Linked DNA regions of Sus scrofa: region 2 is linked to region 1. A link is a contact called in public HiChIP or PLAC-seq data. All regions are on one chromosome and are shown on one strand. The core of a region is the stretch at or near the end of the contact, and the rest is flanking DNA. Distances in the headings are between cores, read along the strand shown. Region 1 holds the start of DZIP3 (E3 ubiquitin-protein ligase DZIP3). Region 2 holds the start of BBX (HMG box transcription factor BBX).

What was found. HiChIP or PLAC-seq counts read pairs in DNA pulled down with a chosen protein or histone mark.
Region 2: an H3K27ac HiChIP or PLAC-seq map of alveolar macrophages shows a contact between it and region 1. The contact joins the promoter of BBX here to the promoter of DZIP3 in region 1. A contact is called at or near these places in 2 of 2 datasets of contacts at active chromatin or transcription factors (alveolar macrophages and skeletal muscle).

What each region holds. Positions count from the first base shown.
Region 1 is chr13:150,931,669-150,935,820 of Sscrofa11.1, reverse strand. DZIP3 (E3 ubiquitin-protein ligase DZIP3) reads left to right here and starts at 1,776. Exons shown (of 31, transcript XM_021070425.1): 1 at 1,776-2,419. KIAA1524 (protein CIP2A) reads right to left here and starts at 1,756. Exons shown (of 21, transcript XM_021070432.1): 1 at 1,555-1,756. The coding sequence starts at 1,656.
Region 2 is chr13:152,003,438-152,007,162 of Sscrofa11.1, reverse strand. BBX (HMG box transcription factor BBX) reads left to right here and starts at 2,085. Exons shown (of 18, transcript XM_021070469.1): 1 at 2,085-2,243.

The DNA.
Region 1 (4,152 bases), core at 527-3,026:
TGGTACATTTGTACAATGGAATTCTAAACAGCAATAAAAAAGAATGAAGTACAGACACCAGGACAACATGAGTAAATTTCATAGATTTCATAAGTCATAGCTACTTGCATGTACACAAGTTTAAAAAAACTCACAATATCAAGCTCCTCATTTAAGATTAATGAACTTTAAGCAATGTATGCATGTTATCTCTAAATTAAATGGTAGAAGAGTTTTTAGTAAACCTCTTGAAAATTTTGAGAACACAGTACCAAGAAGCCAATCTCTAAGTCTCAAATTTGAGGTCTCTTTCAATTCATGATAACACTCTTCCTTCAGATTCACAACATACCTGCTTATTCTCAAAGAGAGCTAACTTTTCAGATTAGAATCTAAAAACAATTCCTAATTCTAAAACCATCAGCTCTGCTTATTTTTGAGGCTTCTGAGGTCCACTAGCACACTGTCCTATCCTAACTGAAAAGCAAAGTCTTAGGATTTAACAGCTAACCCCTTCATTGTTAAGACTGTAGGGATTTGTGGAGATAAGACATGAAAAAAGAAAACGAATGTTCTTAGGAGATTGGCACCTGAAGTGAAAAGGAATACCAGTGAAGCTCCACAAAACAGTGCATCCAATTATCACAAGGCTGATGTTGCTGTGCCATTTACAATCGCCTTCCTCCAGGGTATCTTCCTAAATCTTTGGTTATTTAGCCTTTTATCACAGCGTTAATTTTAAAATATGTTCTATTTGTTCAATTCTATGTTAACATAATTCTGTTAGAGAATTAAAGTAAGCTTTGATTGAGCTTAATTATTGTCTTTTATGAAACTGAGGTCAATATTAGTTGGAATTCCATGAATGCATAGCAGGAGTTTAACAGCCTAAAAAACAAACAGGATCACAAAAAACTGTGAGTATAACTTTTAACACAAAATAAGTACACTCAAGAAGCAAATCACTGGGAAATATAGGAAAAAGTGACAATTCAGCATTTTAGGACTGAAAAACTGTGAGCAACAGATTTTAGCAATTACTAGTGAGGGAGATTGCTTCTTAGTCCAGAGAAAGCTGAAATAATAATTTTCAAACTCGAGTTCAACATAAGTTCAAATAAAAGCAGTAAGCACGCAACAGGTTCAGACTGTAAACTGCCCAAGTGACAAGGCATAATCATTACTCCCCACCACCTCCACCTCTGAGAATAGAGATACATTCTGAGAAGCCTCTGTTACAATGGAAAAACCAAAATAAGAGGCAAAGAAAAAGATAACACCTCCAAATACAGCTTAAACCCCAACCTTGGGTCTCACCCTCCCTCTTCCTAGGGCTTTCCGTAGTTACTCTTTCCTTCCTGCAATCAGCTGAAAGGGGAACTTTGGGACAGGGTAGATAGATAACCGTGGGAATTCAAAGCTAATAATCACTTGCCTTCTTTACCAACACAAAAAAAATAGTGGAGGGAGCAAGTAGCTGTCCTTTGTTTTCTAGGTTAGGCCGCTATATAGCAGCCACAAAGTGAACTAAGGCTAGAGGAATCCCATCTGGTCCTCCATCCCGGAGCCCCTCACCTCCAAGTGCCGCAAAAGCTGGGTGGCGTTCGCCTCGGACTTAACGGCTTTATACTGACTGATAGTCAGGAGCAAAGACTTGAAGCAGGCGGTGGAGTCCATCGGGACCCTCCACAGTCCCGCTCGGGGATTACCACCACCCTGCCAGCTCCGGCTTCACCGCGCTTTTTTTTTGACTTTCGGCCCCACCCACTCGGTCACAGAAGCTTCCGGTTCCGGTCGAGCTCCGGAAGTCCCTAGACAACCTGAGGACTGCAATCAAGGAAGAGAAGGGAGGGAGGGGCCCAGTGGTGGAGGGAGGAAGGAGAGTTGGGGTCGGGGCATTTTATGAGTAGGTGAGGCGAGCTGGGGGCTGTCCTTTCAGACCCTTGTTCTGAAAAGCCGCGAGGCTTTAGTTCGCAATTCCGCGAAGGCAGGACTTCTCGCGAGAAATGAAATTGCGGCTCCACCTGTGAAGGGGCGGTTGGGCGGGCGCAGGGGCTTCCTATTTATCTGTGAGCTCTTTTTTCGTTTGTTTCCTTGGCCTTCGCGCTGGCTGGCCTGTTTTTTCTTTGTGCATCATCCTCTACCTGAGAAATGGTCGCTTCCCCCTAGTCTAGACACGGTGAGGAGCTCTGAGGAGGAGAATCTTGGGCTCTAGATTTTGAGGCGGCCTGGAAGGGTGCTTTTTTTTTTTTAAATCGCTCCGAAGTCCACCCTTCTATTAAGGATTGTTTTTCAGGGTAAACCTATGGTCTTTCGGATTTTGTGGCAAGCTAGTCAGGCCCTTATGATAGTCGTTGTCAAACTTATTCGAGAAGGCTACTCCAGGTGACTCCTGGGCCAGGTATTGCTCCGGAGGGTGTTCTCATTAGCGTCAGTTTTTGTAAGTGAAAGTGTCTTTTTATCTAGCATGATTGATTGTTTTATAAATCTCGGTGTCTGTGAAAATGGCACTGTTTGCGGGTTTTCATCAGAGCTAATAGTATGCATGTGTGTATGATGAAATGAGTCAGGCTGGTTCTGGAGCATTTTGCTTAATGTTGAATAAAGCCTTAAAAACTAATTTGGAGGAAATTGTAAGGATAGGGTACATGTTCTTTTAATTAAACCCTTTGTCAGAAATCATGTTTTGTCAATTAAAGTCTATTTTACGTCACTACATTTTTAAAGACAGGAATTACTTTTATAGTGGACAATTTAAAAATTAAATCTGAAACCTTAAAATAATAATTGAGACATATATATAAATCATTGGGTGATTAATGTATTTATGCATTCATTCATTCTGTAAACAAGTACTGATTTATAAAGTAGGCTAGATCTTCCAGTCAGGGAGAGAACTGTCTAGTAAAGGAAATATACTAGATAGCTAAGAACATCTAGAATTCACCACAAAAATTAAAAGGACCATGCAGTTATGGTGAGGAATAGAGCCAGGCTGTCTGCTTACAAATTATAGCTCTGCCTTTTACTGTGTGACCGTAGGCAAATTCTCATTGCTTCAGTTTCTTCATAAAGTTAAGTCTAACAGTAATACCTGTTTCATGGAATTGTTCATTCAGTAAATAATTAGAGGCACGGGTTTAGGCACTAGATTCAGTGAATAAAAGTCCTACTGTCATAAAAAAAAATTTCTTCCATTACATTCTGAAAGGGGAAAGAAAAGCAATAAATAATAAACAATAAGAAAAGAGAGATAGAGAAAAAAATAAAGAACCCATAGAATGGTTCTTTTAAACCGTTCTAAAGTAATGGTTTAAAAGAAAGGGAAATGGGAGTCAGAATGCAGAAAGCAGTTTGAGGAAATACTTCAAGAAGCTGAAGAAGAGAGTCATGCTTTCTAAGGGGAAAAATTTCCAGGTAGAATAGAAAGGGCAAAGGCCTTGAAATGGGAGTCTAGCAGTGTGTATAAGGGAGAGCAAGGACACCGCTATGGCTGGAGTAGAAGGGATGAGAGTAGTAGAGATGAAGTCATGTCAGGCTATTATAAAATGAGTTAACCAACTAAGAATTTAGAACAGTTGTCTGACATAATTATGTTCTCAGCAAGTGGTAGTTACATCTTAACTTGTTGGCAAATACGGTGATAGCAGTTTGGCAGTGTCAGACTTTTCACTGGTAATGACAAGTGTGTCATGATTATCCATCCACATTTTAAGCTAAGAGAAAGGGGTCAAAGCTGGCTTGCTGCCAAATGCCATCTTTCTTTAATATCTTGCATTTTAACTTGAGCAGTCACAAATTTTGCATCTCTTCTGTATTTATTTTGATGTAAAATAATTTCTTTCTCAAAAAATCTACAAGAAAAATTGATGCAAATTTAGTAGGATGTACCACTGTGGTAGCTATGAGAAGATCTGAAGTTTTCAGTAAGAGATATTTATGTATCCTAATATCGGAAACGGAGTCCTATATTAAGACCCAGAAGGGGAAAAGGAAGAGCAAATGAAGCTGGGTCCAGAATTTAGCTTGGACTCCATCCTGAATTCAGTGGTGATGTCCTATTCTAAACTGGGACCTGACTTACTTAGGTTTGTGTTTTAGATTGATTACTCTGGTAGCTGGACAGGCTATGATTTTGAGGAGGATAAGCCCAGAAATAGTGAGAATTATTTA
Region 2 (3,725 bases), core at 836-3,335, 1.1 Mb before region 1:
AAATGCAGTTTTAAATAATTCTGCTAAGTGTATTTCAACCAAAAAAAAATTTTGTGGCCATAAAGAAGTAGAGAATGTTTTCCTATAGTTGGGTCTAGGAGTAGGAGTGGGGAGCGGGCCTGTCTTTCATATTTTTCATAACGTGAATATTCTAGCAAATAATTCACATTTCACTCAGCAATTAAATATAGCAACTCGTGTTGATTTTTTTTTCCTCTTCAAAAAAGAGGACAGTGAAATCCCTGAGAAAGTTTTTTCTGACTTTTCCTCCATCTGCCTTTTGCCCCTGAAGTTTGTAATTTGGAAGAAAGGGCTGTTGAGTTATTCAAAACCTATGTTGGGTATTAAGAGTCCTGGGTTTAAGTTCCTTCTTCAATGGTATTCTGAGTAACCTTAAGCAATCCCATTTCTCTTATGGATAAAATAGAGATAATACTTAGCACTAACCTCAAGGCAGTGTGTAGAGTGGATAAAGAACATTTGTTCCTTCTGGCAACTAAATGCAGAGCATCATTAATATAACCTTTACTATTATAGGTTTAAAATGTGATTTTATATACTTATCTCTGTTAAAAATTATTTCCTTCTAAAAAATAAACATCACATTTCTAAATAACACCATTTGTTTTCTATACTTCATAAACTTAAATTTTCTCCATATCTGTTCCTGGTTCCCAGTCTTTCACACACAAGCACATACACACTCATTTGCTAACTTTATGGATGTGAGAGAAAAATCTCAAGATAACATCAAGGAAATAAAGAGGGATTTGAAATAAGTTCTCTTATCCAGTGTTCCTTTAAGTTTTAAAGCTACACATCTAGTCCATAAAATCCTAATGTTTATTTAATCATCAAAATGTTTGTGTTTAAGAATAATTCACAGACTCTTAAATCAGAAAGAACCATAAGAAAACATCTAGGACCTATGATAATGCCTGGTACACAGTAGATGCTGAATAAACATTTAATGAAGGGAAACTAGGGGAAGCTTCTTATTTTAACCTTATAAGAAAAAATGAAAACAAAACCTCAAACCAAATCTGAGAGTTAAAGAGGCTAAATTAGTTGCTCAAGATTGTTTAGCAAGTTTGAGAGTTGGGTCTAGAATTTATTTCTCTTAGTTTCCAGCTAAGGCTTTTCCTCAGCAACCTGTTGACTTGTTTATGTAGGACTGTCAAATATAAACTGTTAAAGATGCATCATAGAAAGAAAAATTAGAAATAAGTGTCCTTGGGGTCACCATCTCCCAAAGTCATCCAACATGAGATGTTCACATATGACTTGAAGTAAAGTAAATATCATATATAAAATATCAAAAATATAGATCTTGCATATATTGATTCAAAAGGCCTATTTTGAAGGAAAAGGGTCAACAACCAATCTTCCACGACTTAGTCTACTTTTCGGTACTGTTTGTATGCCCACACAGGTGATTTGCAGTCCTCTGATCAGCTACAAGTAGAGTCACTATTTCAGCAAAATGTTTATCTTTGTTTCTGGGTACCGTTGTGTTGATTTTTCTCAATTTACCTACGAATGAAGCATCAACAACCTCAATGTATTACAGTCCTAATAAACTTATCTTGCACTATTTTGGCCTGTGTGATAGCTAACCCATTGATAAAAGAATCCAAGCTGATTAAAAGCCTTTCCTGGCCACTTGTTAGCCAAGTCAGGCTGTAGAATCATAACACAATGCACGCCTCTTCCATGGGGCACCACAAGGCAACGATTAAAAAAAAAAAAAAAAAAAAAAAACCCTCACTTCCATATCCAGTGGAGTTGTAGTTTATTACTATAACCCTCCCAAGTCAAAAGGACACCAGTTTCAAGCCTTGCAACTTGGTGCAGACAGGGTTTTTGCCCCTCAACCCACTCTGCTGGGCCTCTCTACCTGTCCTCTCCTACTGTCTACAGGTCCCGAACATTAGAAAATAGAAAATGTGATGATCTTTGTGTGTCTCTGTAAAATGTGTGTATGTGTGCGTGTGTTTGGGTGTAACGGGTCTTCTGTTTGGCCGCGCGGCCTGTCCGTCACGGCACGGGCCAATGGCAGGCTGCCTTATATAAAATGAGTGTTTTCAGTCTCTCCGGGTTGCATGTACTGTATGTGGAGCAGTGTACAGTGAAGCGGAGGCAGAGCGGCTCAGCGAGCTCCTCTCCACTTTCCCATAGAGAACCCCTGACTGGCCGCTGAGGGCGAGCCACACACACGCCCTCACGCCCCGCGAGCCCGCGAGGTAAGAGCCCCCCATTCCCAGCCCTTCCCGGGCGCTCTCCCCTCACTTTCTGTTTTCCTACTCACTTGCGAGCCGCCGGGCTGCAGCCCCAAGGACTCCGCGGCAGGAGCAGCGGCGGCGGCGGCGGCGGCAGCCGGTAGGCTGGACTTGAGGAAGACGGAGGGAACCCCGCGCGTCCGGAGCCGCCGCCAGCCGGCCCGCTCCCCGGGCACTTTCCCCCTCCGCCAAAACTTTGGGTCGGGAGAGGTCGGGGGCGAGGGTCGCGGCGGCCGCGCCGGCGGGGGGCGGGGGGCGCAGAGGCAGTGCCCTGCGGGCGGGAGGCTGGGGGCCGGGCTGGGGAGTAGTAGGCCAGCCGGTGCCAGGCTGCGTTTGCAACCAGCACCTCTCGGCACACAGGCAGCGCCGCCCGAGAGGGGCACGGGAGCCGGGGCGCAGGCAGGAGCAGCCCGAGGAAAACAACAACAGAGCCCTCATGCCGGCGGGCGGCTCGTGGCCGCCCGGGGAGCCCCAAACTTCATCTCGGCGAAAGTACGTGGAGCCCAGCCTGGGCTCGGCTGCCGGGGAGGTGGGGCCTGGGGAGTCGGGGCAGGGGAGGAAGGTACGAGGAGCCAACCCTCAGTGTATTTATTGAACGTTTCGTGTGCGTCGGTGACCGGGAACAGCAGCCCAGTTGCTCGTTCATCTGGAGAGTTGGGATTTGGGTGTTCCGGCCCCGGAGATCGGTGCCCTCTCACCCCCCCACCCTTAACCAAATGCGCGGCGAGTAGAGAAAGTGCTGTTTTAGTGCCAGAGTGGCTAGGAGGAAGAATAGGGAGAGAGGGGGAAGAGGGCGAGGGAGAAGGGGAGAGAGAAGAGGGAGGGAAAGCCGGCGCGGGGGGGGGGGGGGGACGAGAGGGAGAGAGAGAGAGAGAGAGAGAGAGAACCAGAGAGAACGGGGGAGAGAGAACGAGAGAACGGGAGGGAAGAGAGGAGGGGGAAGAGGAGGAGGGAGGCTGTGTCAGGATTTTGCTTGAATGTGGGATTATGTTGTGTCAATAAGTTTAAGGTGGAGAGGGCGAAGCTGGGGGTGGTGGTGGTGGAGGGGAGGAGGAAGGCCTTGGCTGTTTAAAGTCTTAATTCTGAAGGTAAGTTATGGCATTGCATGGTCGCGATGACAGAAAACTTGCAGATCCTTTATCCGGGGATGGGGTCGATGCCTCTAGAAAGAGCTCCCCAGCCCTCTTAAGCCACACTCGTGTTACACTGTTATTTGCTGCGATCCGGGTCGCTAGTAAATTACAGAAATCAGACTCGAGGTTTCTTTTCCTCCTCCACCTCGTCTCGCTCGCTCACCCTCAGAAATTTATTATTATTTTTTTCAATTTTTTGGTATTGTATGAAACTTAACGTAACTGAGACCAAACCCGAGTCCTGTAATTTACAAGGAGCCTGAATCCAAGAATCTGGAACACGTTTATATGTGAAATATCCGCGATCATTTCA